Regions from separate parts of the Cricetulus griseus genome. Here region 2 is linked to region 1. A link is a contact called in public Hi-C data. All regions are on one chromosome and are shown on one strand. The core of a region is the stretch at or near the end of the contact, and the rest is flanking DNA. Distances in the headings are between cores, read along the strand shown. Region 1 holds the start of Jak2 (tyrosine-protein kinase JAK2). Region 2 overlaps Rcl1 (RNA 3'-terminal phosphate cyclase-like protein).

Evidence for each region. Hi-C and Micro-C count contacts between places; a contact is called where the count stands out from the background.
Region 2: a Hi-C map of the CHO-K1 cell line shows a contact between it and region 1, with 2.4 times the contacts expected there. The contact joins the enhancer-like site here to the promoter of Jak2 in region 1. A contact is called at or near these places in 2 of 8 Hi-C or Micro-C datasets (the CHO-K1 cell line and fibroblasts).

The regions. Positions count from the first base shown.
Region 1 is chr3:32,215,681-32,222,572 of CriGri-PICRH-1.0, reverse strand. Jak2 (tyrosine-protein kinase JAK2) reads left to right here and starts at 2,044. Exons shown (of 25, transcript XM_027406441.2): 1 at 2,044-2,099; 2 at 2,416-2,498. It overlaps LOC113834776 (putative uncharacterized protein FLJ46214), which reads right to left and starts at 3,183. Exons shown (of 2, transcript XM_027406821.1): 1 at 3,090-3,183; 2 at 1,594-2,231. The coding sequence starts at 3,183. The coding sequence ends at 1,594.
Region 2 is chr3:32,321,929-32,328,552 of CriGri-PICRH-1.0, reverse strand. All of the region lies in intron 8 of Rcl1 (RNA 3'-terminal phosphate cyclase-like protein), which reads left to right. Among named protein-coding and RNA genes, the nearest start is that of Mir101b, 5.3 kb to the left of the region's middle. Within about 2 kb of position 3,467, at least 3 of the 6 cell types and tissues checked have open chromatin away from gene starts, as enhancers often do. A contact at or near this core is called in the CHO-K1 cell line and fibroblasts, where this site is marked.

The DNA of each region.
Region 1 (6,892 bases), core at 795-3,294:
CTTTGTGAAATGATTATCGGGTGGAACAAATCTCCAGCTATGCCACTACTAGGAATCATATCAAGAATTGGAAAGATCTCTGGTACACAGAGTAAAAAGGGCTCAACATTCAAGATTAGTACCGGCTCAGTCCTGCTTTATCGAGAGCGGTTTTCACTCTAAATGAGGACAAATAAGTTAATTTTTCTGTGTGGGCTGATAGAGGACTTGACTCCTATAAGCTTATCGAGCATCATCTATCTTTCCTTGCCTACCTTATCATTTTGCTTTGGTGACGTTTACTTAAAGAAACCATGCATGGTGTGGTGGTGCACACCTTTCATCTAAGCATTCCCCAGGCAAGCAGGAGGGTTTCTGCGAATTCGAGGCCAGCAAGTGCTACATAGTGAGACCTTGACTCAAAAATAAAAAGGAAAGGCAAAAGAAAATAAACCACCAGATGTAAGATCCGAATAACAGCATTATGTATGTAAGATGATGTGGGCGTTTTAAATGCTTCATCTCGGGTCGACAAACCCAGGGCTACGAGTAAAAAACGTCCCAGCCAGCTACTTCTTTGTCCTCTTACTATTGCCCCTTTCCTTTACTGTTTTCCATAGACAATTCTTAGTCCTTAAAAGTGCCAAACACATTCCCTTCTCCGAATCCTTGTCATTGCTAGCTCCTTGAAACCAGATAGTTCCAGGACTGGGCCATTCTCATCCTTCAAATTTCTGCTCAAATGTCACTCTAGGAGGTCTTTCCTGGTCATCCCAAAATAACACCTCTACTCACTTTCCTGTGTGTGTGTGTGTGTGTGTGTGTGTGTGTACATGTGACTGGCAATCACACACCCAGCGCAGTGAGGATTTAATGCATATCTTGTGGCTTCTACGAGACTACAAGCGTCAGCAGGACACAGAGTAAAGGTTGCTTTCCTCTCCTATCCTTGGGAGCCTGGTGCCTGGCAGGTGGTCAGTGACTTCTTGAATGAATGAATGAACGTGGCTCTCGGGAACCTTGCCAGTCGTTTTTTTCTCCTTCCACCCGCTCCTCTTCCCAGAAGTGGTGGCTCACTGAAGTCAGGCGCTCGGGTCTCAGTGGCCCGTGCACGGTGGCAAGTCCCCTGGGCGAGCGATTAAGGCAGGGAGGTGCGTGCACGTGGAAGCGAAAGCAGAAAGGGTGCGGCGAGATCCGGAGAGAAGAGTCTCCGCGGAGGCAGCGGCCGCCTACACTTTCAGCCCAGGCGCACCGGGGCCTTCCCGGCTCGGCTGACTCATTCCCAGCCGCCTCGTCGGCGAGCGGAGGCCGCATGCTCGCCCAAGGCAGCGCCAGCCCGCACCCGCCCCGCTCCTCCTCCTCCTCCTCCTCCTCCTCCTCCTGCTGCTGCTGCGCTGCGCTCACGCCCGGGGGCTGCCCCGGGAATCTCCACGCGCGCCTCCGCTTCCCGGGAGCCCGCAGCCGCGGCCCGCCTCCCCGCCCCGGCTCCGGCCCAGGCGGGAGGAGCGGCGCCGCGCGGGGGCGGCGGGCGGGCGGCGCAGGCGCAGTGGGGCGTGCCGCTCCCCCCCCCCCGCCCGCCCCGGACTGGCTTGCGGGCGCCCCGGGTCCGCTTCGCTAGGCCGCCCGCCTGAGGCAGCACCCGCCACGGAGCCCGCCGCGCAGGGGCGACCGAGCCGCGTCCCCAGCCGAGCCGAGGGGGCGTGCGGCCCGGGAGGGCGGGGACGGGCTCGGCGGTGGGCGTGGCGTGGGCTGCAGGAAGCCGAGGCAGAGCAGAAAGGGGGCAGCCGCGGCCGCCGACGGCCTCCCGCCGCGCTGACAGGCTGGGCGGGCCCGGGCTCTGGGCGAGCTCCGCGCGGCGGCGTCGGCGCCTCGGCCGCGGCCCCGGCTCCCGGAGGTGCCCGTCGGGGCGAGGGCTGCAAGGCGGCTGCCGGGACCGCTACTGCGGGATGTGAGTGCGGGCCGAGCCCGCTCGGGAGGGCCCCCGAGGGCCCAGCCTGGCGGCCGCTCGCCCCTGCACCCGGCCCGGGGGCTCCCTAGACCTCGGCCCGCCCGACGCGTCGCGGAGGAGCAGCCCCTGCGCTGCCTCGGGGCGCTCTTGTGTGGCCCGAGCCGTGTCGCCGGTGGGTTCAGTCCCTCGCTACGGGCTGGGGGCGGGAGTGGGGGTGGGCAGCGGCTCTCCCGAGGATCCCTCCTCCTGCTCTCCGCGTCGCCCCTGCTGCTGACAGGGAACTTCAGGGCGGGTTTCCAGCAACCTAGGAAGGAGTGTCTGGCTGTTGATAAATGTAGGCATCCCCGTGTGCCCTAGAACCCGATCCCCTCTTCCTTATCCTTCTGTAAATTTTTCTAGGCATCTAAATAGCGCCGGGAAGGAGGGGAAAAAAAGAGCATCTATTTGCCCTGGGTTTCTGAGGTAGTGACTGCTGCTTCTGTTTTCAGGTTCCAGAAACAGGCGACCGGAGCAAGATGTGAACTGTTTTTCCTCCCCAGAAGAAGAGGCCCTTCCTTCCCCTCCCGCGACGGTGAGTGTGAGAGCTCGGGGTTGTGTGGTCGCTGCAGTTAAAGGCAAGGGTGTCTGCGATCTACAAGCCAGTGCTTGCTAGGGAGGCTGGATGCTTATGTAGAACAGCGGGGCTAATTGTTGCTTACTCCGAACATGGGAGTGCTGAACTTTTCCTGTTGCTGTGGGAGAGTAATTGGTTGGTATTTATTGTGTTTGTCTCTTGGATCCTTTAAGAAGCATTCTTTGCTGGTTTTACAGTGCGGAGAAAAATAAATCGTCCCTTTCTCTTTAGGTAGCCCGAGTCTTAATTTCCAAGTAATAAGAAATACCTATTGAGGGGACACATTGGTTGTTTTTGCTGGGTGTCTGTTGTCACACCGAATGTTTCCTGTATTCACCTGCCTAAGCTTGCTTTGTCGGTTGAATGTACGCAGTCTGCTTTCCGGTTATTCATCTGTCAGGGGAAACTCCTGAATGAAAGGATAGGAGCAGCTGAGTGTGTCACAGAGGGGAGGAGAAATGTGGAGAAGGAAAACAGAAGTGGGAATAAGCGAGTCGGAGGTTGCTTTTGGTTTCATAATAGGTTTGTACAAGTGAGCTGTTGGCTTACTGCAAATATTCAGATACAATTCACAGCAGATTTGAAAATGAATCACCAGTTTTTGGTCTGCTTTCTCCATGTTCTTCACCTGTTTCCCATCCATCCCAAGTGTTAGGATCATTTGGTTGTGTGTGAATTTGCTTGTGTGTGCTACATCTGCAGACTGGATGTGTCCAGGACTTACCATCATAAGAGTATGTAATAGTGCCACAGAGCATTTACCTGTACAGGAGAGCTGCAGTATGTGTTGGCTAGATAAGCATTTAGGTTTATTTTTGCTTTTACACAGTGTTGTGGAACTCGTTCTGTAGACCAGGCTGGTCTGCTACTCAGAGATCTGCCGGTCTCTGCCTCCCCAATGCTAGGATTAAAGGTTTGAGGAGCCACTAACCACCACCTGGCTTGGATTTGTTTCTTTTAGTGTCTTTTCCTTTGTGATCTGAAGGTGTCTTCAATATGGAAAGTGAACATGATATTTTTTCTCTACTTCACCCAGATAGGTTATTCTTGAAAGATGGTATCATTTTCTGGCAATATAGGAAAGACCACTGGCTTTCGAGTTAGGTCTGAGTGTGTCGACTTGGTTTAGAGTGATGGTGTTCTGTGCATTTAACAGCTGTATTACTTAACAATTTATTTTCTTAGACGATTGTGGGAGGATTGATAAGATGCATGCAAAGTAGCAAATGGTTTGGCCACTTTCTGAAAGTCTTAGCTACTCATAGTTGGGCAGGTACAGGAGGTTCCTAGCTGGATGGTGCACAGGTCACTGACCAGTGGCTTTTCTTCCTTAGAGTAAGAGGAAACTGCATACTAGTGAATTTACAGCCTTTGTATGGAAGGGTTTGCCGCCTAAGCCCCATTGTGCTGCCCTCTTGTGGATAACCGTGCAAAGAATTTTCCTTTGCTCCTCCTCCTCCGTAGCACTGTTTTTCCTTTTTAGGCTCCTTCACTTCGTTCTCAGTTTCCCAAACTGTTTGCCAGGTACCTAGAGCACCCAAAAGCTCGGGCTTCCACCAGTTACTCGGGTATTTTCAGGATTAGAAAGCTCCATTCATGTCTACAGTGGTGTGTCTTTGTAAAGCTGCCTTTTCAGGGTTTACTCTGTGACAAGCAGCTATTTAGTGCATGACAGTTAGTGTGGAACAAGAAATGACAATACCAAGGTTTGAGGATTTGTTGGCATACCAAACAACACTAAACCCTAAGAATATTAATGCTAAGTTGTTTGAGCCTACTTTAGTATTTCCTTGGTTTAAAACGTCGGGAAGAAATTGCTAACCTTCAGGAGTTCCCAAATGAAGATAATTTGGAAACATCTTCATTTGGTTGCAATAGGCTTTTCTGATACAATTTTTGATCCAAAGCTAGTATCAGTTCATAGTGAATGGCTTAATGTAGTACTTCTAATAATGCCTGTATGATTTCTGCTAGGTTCTCACACTATAACTATTCCTCTTGTGCACTCGTTACTCTAGTCATTTCATAGCGTTTATTGTATTCTGCACAGGTCTCTTGCCACTGTGTTTTTAATGATCTTTTTGTCTCAAATGAAAACTATTATTTTTATTTTATACTACTGCTCTAATTTGGATCTTGAATGTCCTTCAAAGGCTTTTGTGTTAAAGCCTTTGTTACCAGGGTTTGGATTGCAGGAGATCGTGGACTAATGGGCAGAGGGCCGATGCTGTGATGCTGACTTCTCTGATTGCTTCCCTGTTGCCCTGGCAACCAGGTCTCTGCCCTTCTTACTTTAATAATACTTTGTTGGCCCCAAAGACAGTTTTTTGAGCCCTTTGCATTTCCCCACCCCACAATTTCATAGAGCAACTGCCTTGTGTTTGTACTGTCTGTGTCGCTGTAGGTAAAGCTTGCCAATATTACCTGAGAAGAATCTCCACTAGTAGTGCTCAGTGTGTTTGTCCTCACTTCAGGTTAAGCCCTTTCTTATACTCTCCTTGAGGCTTTATTAAGCTTTTATTCATTTCAAGACAGATTTTAGGTGGGTCCTCATCTCTTCCTAGCTACTGTAGAACTATCCCTTTCTCCAACGGTTCCTAAAATTACATAAGGACTTATTGAAACATATATTGTTGGGTTCTGTCTCCAGAGTTTCTGTTTCAGTGGGTCTGGAGTAGAACCCTTGCATTTACACTTCTTACCTGTTTCCAGATGAGACAATGATTTTCATCTGGGGACCACTACACTTCGAGAATCACTGATTTAAGCTAGGTTGTCAATATTTTTCTATTAAAGCCAGATAGTTTTTAAACTGTGTTGGCAAGATTGTCTCTTTTGCCAGTCTACAGTGGTGCCTATGTAATGCAGAAAAAGTCACAGGTATTACATAAATAACTGGCATGCTGTGTTCCAGTAGAGTTTTATTTACAAAAAGAGCAACTGGCTGAATTTGGCATATAAACTAAAATATGAAAATTTCCAATATACGTTATTACATAATACCACATTCTGAGTGAGTTACTGCAGGTCTTTTCATTCATTTAGTTGAGAGTAAAACTTATTGAAAGAGATGTTTGTCTTTTTAAAATTCTTAAAATTTATTTTCTTGAGCAAGTAACACATACAACTTTTATAATTCAGAAGTAGTATTTTTGTCATTTTGTTTGAGAAACAGAAGAGGGATTGTTGGATTAAAAGTGGTATGTGTTCCTGATTGCAGCACACAGATATTGCCAAGTTAGTGTAGAAACACTAAATGCTTTTTTATATCTCTACTCTAGTGTTTTCAAGTGGTCTGATTCTAGCCAACTGGAGACCTGAAAATCATCAGCTGATCATTTAACTAGCTTTCAGTTCTGTTTTGAAACCTGTATGTTCCAGACCCATGCTGTGCAATTCTTTCTACACTCTGTTTTTTTTTTTTTTAACACCCTGGTCCCTGCGAATACTGCTGTGCTTTTTGTTGGCTACATTCTCTTTTCCCCAGTCTTGTGTGTGTGAATGTTACGGGAATACAGGTGCCTGGGAAGGCCATAAGAGGGCATCGGCTCCCTTGAAGCTGGACTTATAGGTAGTCATGAGGCACCAGACATGGTAGAAATCAAACTTGGGTTGTCTGGAAGAGTTGGGAGCCCTTTTAACCCTGAACCCGGCCTCTTAAAATTCTTTTCCTTATAAAGGTCGAGTCCATGGTTTATTGTGTAAGAAATGTTTAAAAACGTCCTCTGTGTTAATAATCATGGCCACTCTTTTCCTTGTCACCTCTGCTGCACTTCAGTGAAGAATTTAGTACTAATTAAACCTTAATTGAATGGAAATTACAGGCTTTAGGAAGTAAGAGGAATATTTTATATTTATTAATTACAGACATGAGGATGGTAAGATTCCCTTATCAAACATAATTAGTTTGCAATAAGAATGAATTCCAAGTAATTTTTAGTTCTGTTGGCTTCTAGTTTAATACTTTTTAAAAATTTATTTATCATGTATACAGTGCATGCCAGAAGAGGGCACTAGATCCCATTACAGATGGTTGTGAGCCACCATGTGGTTGCTGGGAATTGAACTCAGGACCTCTGGAAGAACAGTCAGTGCTCTTAACTCCTGAGCCATCTCTCCAACCTCTTTTTTGGGTTTTTCAAGACAGGGTTTCTCTGTGGCTTTGGAGGCTGTCCAGGAATTAGCTCTTGTAGACCAGGCTGGTCTTGAACTCATAGAGATCTGCCTGCCTCTGCCTCTTGAGTGCTGGGATTAAAGGCATAAGCCAACGATGCCTGGCTTAGGTTTATACTTTCACCAGTCTATTATGTTATTTTCTCATTGTCATTTGTCTGAAAAGTGCTTTAGAATTC
Region 2 (6,624 bases), core at 2,218-4,717, 100 kb before region 1:
CATGGCATCGTATCTGAGGAACTCAGATCCTGCCTGGACACCCCTCGTCTCATCCTAGTCCCTTCTCCCCATCCTGCCACCTTGAGCACAGGAAGTAAAGTCAGCTATGTATTGGCTATTGAACCATCAATAAATCTGAATCTATTACTTTTAAGATTTACGATTGCCTTCTAGTCATACTCCTTCACAGACTGTATGTTCTTATTTATTCTTCCCCAGAATCATGTAGGTAGCGTTTGTTTAACAGACACCGTGTTTACTGGGAGCAGAATACTTGTTTGATTGCTTCTTGTTTTTGTTCTTTTCTGTTTCTGGTCCTCGAGATCAAACCCAGCACCATATGCTGTTCAGCCAAGCAGTGCTCTGTCACCCAGCTAGACAGCCTCAGCCCCCTGATAATTCTTGAAAAACTATTTGTTTACATCATTTCCCCTTCTCCTGTCCCTCCCAGGACAGGAGACCCTCCCATGTACCCTTCCTTGCTCTCTTTCAATTCATGGCCTCCATCCATGTATGCACACATACACACATTAATACACAAATGTAGTCTGCTCAATCTGTATAATGTTACTTGTATGTATGTTTTCAGGGCTGACCATTTGGTATTGGATAACCAATAGATGTGCTCTTCCCTGGGGAAGACTATTTCTCCTGTTCTCCGCATTCCTTAGTCACCTCTAGTTCTTTGTATAGAGTTGAGAGGCCTGATGGGCTTTCCCCCCCTTTTCCTCTTTAGCATGTCTGTCGTTTTCCTTGTGCAGCTCATGGATAGGCAGTCATGTTGGAGAGACTCCATGTATGTGTGTAGCTTCTGACATTCCTAGAAGACACAATCTTACAGTAAACTCCCTGATCCCTTGGCTCTTAAAATCTTTCCTCCACCCCAACCCCCTTCCAAGATGTTCCCTGAGGCTTGGGTACAGGAATTGTAGGCATATCTCTATCAGTTGGGATGGGCTCCAAACTCTGCATTTTGATGGGTTATGGTTTTCTCTAATGGTCTCCATCTGTTGCAAAGAGAAATTTTCTTGATGTGTGAGGACCACACTTATCTCTGAGTATAGGGACACGTATTTAAAATGTAGTTAGGGACTATGGTGGCTCTCAGTTCTCCTCCAAGATCCATGACTTCATTAGCCATAGGTAGATAGATGGGTTTCCAGGACCAGGCATGGTTTCTCTCTTGTTAAACAGGAAGTTGTTTTTTGTTTTTTGTTTTTTGTGTTTTTTTTTTACATCTTTTAACTCATTTGGTTTTCACCAGAACCCTGCATGAGTGAAAAAGTAGGTGCTATTGTGTTCGTCATCTTAGGTGATAAGACATGTCATTTGCCAAGGTCATACAGAAAGCAAGTGAGGTTCTGACTGGGACAGTTCTGTTGGGGGTGCTGCTGTGAGCTCACGTAAGAGCTGGGGTCCTGTCCACTGTCTCTGGCTTCTCAGTGCTTTGCTGTTACAGAATTATCATGCTGCAGCTTTCAGAGGTCTTTAATCTCTGTCTGCTGTGACCCTTGACATCTTCAACTCCTTAAACCTTAATAATGACTTCTTTCCTTTAGGTATGGGAGTGGTGCGGTACAAAAGTCTTTGCCTTAAACCTCAGCTGCTCAAGGCTCCTTGGCTCACACAGCCAAGCACACTCATGTGACAGTCTCCTAGATATTGGCTTTGCTGGTTTTTGGGAGCACTTGCAGTGTCCCGTGCCTTACATTTGTGAAGTGCTGTGAATGTTGCACTGTCTGGTCACACTTTCTTTTTGTTGTTGTTGGGGTTTTTTTGGTTTTTTAAGACAGGTTTCTCTGTGTTTTGGAGGCTATCCTGGTATTTGCTCTGGAGACCAGGCTGGCCTTGAACTCAAAGAGATCCGCCTACCTCTGCCTCCCAAGTGCTGGGATTAAAGGCGTGCGCCACCAATGCCCGGCCTGGTGACACTTTTTATATTTCAACCTTAGGAGATGTTTGGATTATAGTAAAATAAGATGATGCCTGCTTTTGGAGAGTGTTGGCTAAACTCAGCCTGGATCCCTGTGTGCCAGCAGTGCAGCCAGCCTGGTTCTGTTTCCTGTTGGCTCTAAGCGAGTTTGGTAACATCATTCTTGGAGTAGAGTTTTAATGTTGTTGGCGTCAGGCACAGCACCAATCTCCAAAGCTGCGCTGTACTGACTGCAGGGGACCATGGGAAGCAGTCTTTCCTACTCTTGGGTCTTGTCCCTCAGCCTCTAGGGAGAACTCCTTACACCTACCATGTTGCTAAAGCCACCCTGGCGCACATCCAGGTGACGAAGAACCCTGCTGGACTGGTGGACCAGGAAGGAGCATTTTCTGTTGTGTCACCAGAAAGTGGCTAACCCATCACGGCCCAGGGCACTTGGAGGGGCTGTGTCTGAGCCTGTCTAGTTCTGGTTGTCAGGATTCTGACGGCAGGTGGTCTTTACCTGTTGACAGTGGCAGTGGGAACAACTGAGCTTTGGAATCTACAGAGACAATTATCTCTGCTTCCAAAATTCTCTGAAACCTGCTTGTCAGATAGACTGGAGGCTTTCGTAGAAAAGTCCTGTTTGTTTTGACAGTGGATCATTTTGTTCTGGAAAAAGAAAAAAAAAATAATTGCAGATTCAGGGAGATATTAAGATCCTTCACTCAAAAGTTTCATAAAACTCCAGTTGCCCCAAGTGACTTACCTAAAAGAAAAACTGCCCCTTGCTCTTGGATCAGTTTTCCCTCCCTCCTTCCCTCCCTCCCTCCCTCCCTCCCTCCCTCCCTTCCTTCCTTCCTTCCTTCCTTCCTTCCTTCCTTCCTTCTTTCCTTCCTTCCCTTTCTCTCTCTCCCTCCCTCCCTCCTCCCTCCCTTTCTCTCCACTCCCCCTATTGTTTTTTTTTTGTTTTGGTTTTCAAGACAGGGTTTCTCTGTGGCTTTGGAGCCTGTCCTGGCACTCGCTCTGTAGACCAGGCTGAACTCAAACTCATGAAGATTTGCCTGCCTCTGCCTCCTGAGTGCTGGAACTAAAGGCGTTCTCGACCACCGCCCAGCCTTAGTTTCCCCTTTCTTAATGAAGCTGTTTCTTTTGATTTAACAACAGCTGATTCCCTGATCATTTTTCAACTTCTCTTTTGCTTTTTAATATCCCAGCTACTGAAGATGTAGGGAGGAGGCTGGAGGTGAGAGAAGGGCATTCTGATATAAGCCTCAATCCCATCTGTTGCAGCTCTTCTCCTAAAGCTTGAGAGGTTGGCAGGACACCTTGTAGAAAGTCCAAACAGCCTTTGCTTTTCTTAACTGTTCCAAATGCTACAAATCCCTTAGGGCTGCATACACATAGGCCCACACAGTTCTGCATCTCTCCCAGCCTCCAAGACACCAAGCAAGCTGAAGTCCCCAGGAATTCTGCCAGCTCGGGAGGGTGTCTGGTTTTTAGAGCACAGTTGAATGATTCAGAGTGAAGTAACTGGGTGAGGCCCAGAGGGATGCTCGCCTCAGGCCTGTGTGTACACTGCAGCAGTGAGGAGACAGACCGTCTTCCCCTCAGTGTACAGACGAGGGGTGAGGTCCTGGTGTTTTCTGTGCTGTGGCCAGCTAGAAGCTTGGCCACAGATGGGGCTTGTTTATCTGTGGACTTCATGTCTTTGTTTTTTTTGTTCCCTAAGATGAAAAGGAAAAAGAAAAAAAAGAGAAAAAAAAAAAGGTTTCCCATGGTCAGTAAGACCAGAAAGCCAGCAGGGGGAGAAGTAACTTCCCATAATTACCAAGAATGTAGACATCATTGCTCAGTTACCCTCAATACCTCAGTTCTTTTTGGTGCCTTGTTACTGTGAGCCTTCAGTAGCAGGGAGGGAGTGTTGTGTGCATAGGCCATCACTGCTGAGATGCATAGATGACAGGCAGGGTGTCAGCACAGTTGTGGCAATAACTTAAGTAGTCCCCAGGCAGAGAATGTTGACGCCCACCAGAGAGGGAAGAGGCACGTGGACGGGTGTCGATGCTGAGAAAGCCTTCATGGCGGAGTTTAAAAATGGGCTTGTATTGTAAAGATGAAGGCGCGTGTTCATAAATGGAGGGACAGCGAAGTAGATCTCTGCTGAGATCTGGTTCTACTGTTAGACCCCCGGAAAACTAAGGTATCCAGGGTCCCAGGCCACAACTGCGGTCACCCCAATCACCAGGTGGATTCGAGGAGAGTTTGCTGCAAACTGCATGAAGCTTTATTGGTTTTTTTAATGAGCTAACCCCATGTTAGCTCGGGTCTTTCACCCACCCGCCATGGCGGATGCTTGCAAAAGACAACAACTAGGGCCTCCCGAGAGATCTTGTAGGGCAGCGTAAGGGGTGTGTCTAGGGGTACGCACAGGCTCACGATTGGTGTACCCCCAGGCTTGGAGGGCTTGCCTGTGTTGATTGGTCAACTGGTTGTTATGGTCCATAGGCCCTCCCAGGGTGGTTGCTATGCTCTGTGCGTCATTGCTGTGTGCTTGTAGTAAAGCACACCCAGGGTCGTAAAGGATAGCACCACCAGCTAACTTCTGATTGGTTCCTTGTCACGAGGCAGGCGTCTGACTTTCTAGTGTCTAGGACAAGGTCAGACAAGCACGTGTTCGGCCATTATGGCTGCCGAAAGGGGAGCTGGTCCCTTCACTACCAGGTAGCTTAGTGGTTGGTTCCTTTCTTGGAACATGCCAGGCAGCTCAGACGGGTGAGTTCATCAGCCACCCTTTAGTCTCCGAATCTTTCCCGTCCTGTGATTGGATCAGAAACACAGGGGAAGCACACTCCTCACCCTCTTCACCGAGGCAAACTTTAGTCTTAGTTTCATGCATAATTGACTAGGGATGGGAACCAGAATCACTACATTTGTTAAAACTCATAAGTATGTATTTATTTAAACAGCCATATCTAAGTATAATTTACATGGCCTTACAGTTTACCCATTTACAGTGTACAGTTTAACAGTTATTAGTATGTTCATAGAGTTGAATAACTATAGTCCAATTTTAGAACATTTTTATCACCCGGAAAGAAAGCCTGTGTCCATTTGTGGTCTCTGCCTGTTCTCCCCACTCTCCCAGCTCTCTGTCTCAGTAATAGTTTGTTCTTGTTGCTTTGTTTTTTCATGACAGGGTTTCTCTGTTTAGTCCTGGCTGTGCTGAAACTCTCATTTGTAGACCAGGCTATCCATCTTAGAGACCCGCTTGCCTCTGCCTGCTGAGCGCTGGGATTAGAGACGTGTGCCACCAAGCCCTGTAGTAAGAGTTCTTATTGTGACCATTTGAAGGTGGGGGTTCAAAATGAGTTCACCAGACCTAAGATAAATGATAAGTAGGTGTTTGTTAGATAAGGACTTACAGATAAGAGTAAATAACCACCCAGGTTTTCCTGCTCCAGAAGATACAGTCTCTGCTCTTCCGATGCTCTCCTCAACCCAAGAGAGTGTGCTCCAGCTCCTCTCCTACTTAAAGGGGTCACGTCTGCACCTGAAACCACGCCAAAGGGTGTGGCCACTGCTACAAGTTCACTAGCAAGGCAGGATGCCACTACAATCATTTCATGAAAAATGAGTCATATAATATGTGGTACTTAGTGACCAACTTTCACTTAGCACAATTTGCAAAGCTCGTCCATTTTGCAGCACGTATGTAGCATGTGGCACTTTAGAAAGCTGGGTAATACCCCATTGGATTTGACACATTTATCATTTCATCAGTGGGTGGACGTTTGGGTCGTGCCTTCCTTTTGACTCTTATGAACAGTGCTGTTACAAATGTATGGTTGTGCAGATGTTTTTCTAGGCTGTATGTTTTCTCTTCTCTCGGGCATGTATCTAGAGTTATAGATCATACTTTTGACTCCTTGCTTGCGTTTGAAGGGCTGATTGTTTTCCAAGCAGTGGTACTTTATATTGCTGTCAGGGCGTGTAAAGTTCCTCGTTCCCTGCCTCCCACCACACTTGTTTCTGGGTGGCTTTCTCAGTGCCGCCATCCAGTTGAGCATGAAGTGGTCTCTTGGAGCGGTTTTGCCTTTTCATTTCCCTCACAGCAGATGATGCAGAGCCGCTTTTCACGTGCTTGCTGGTCACTCGTGTGTCTTCTTTGAGAAGATTCCCCTTGGATCTCTTGACTGTTTTTTCTAATTGTTTTCCTAAATTGTTGTAAGAATTCTTTATATTTTCTCTTACTGCTGGAATTTGGGTGTTTCTGTTTCTTTTAAGAACTCTTAAGAAACTGTTCAGCATCCAAAAGTAATGAAGTTCACCCTATAGTTTCAAGTCTTTCCAAGGTCTTTGAAGTGTTTGAGTTCATTTTTGTGTGTGATGGGAGAAAGGTCTGATTCCTCCATTCTTTGCTTGTGAGTAATCAGTTATTCCCCTGTCATTTGTGTAATTCTTTCCTCATCAAGCTGTTAACGTGGCCAAATAATATACGGGTTTCTTTCTTGACCCTCAGTTCTGTTTCACCCATGTGCATGTCCAGAATCAGGGTATTTGAAAGTTCCTCAGGCGATCCATGTGTGCTTTAGGCGTAAAACTGTGGCTGGAAGGGAGGTGGGCTGGGTCAGGAAGCAACACACCTTGGTGTCTGTGTCTGTCTGCTTTATTGCAGTTAAACACAACAGGGTTCTTCGCTTAATGATGTT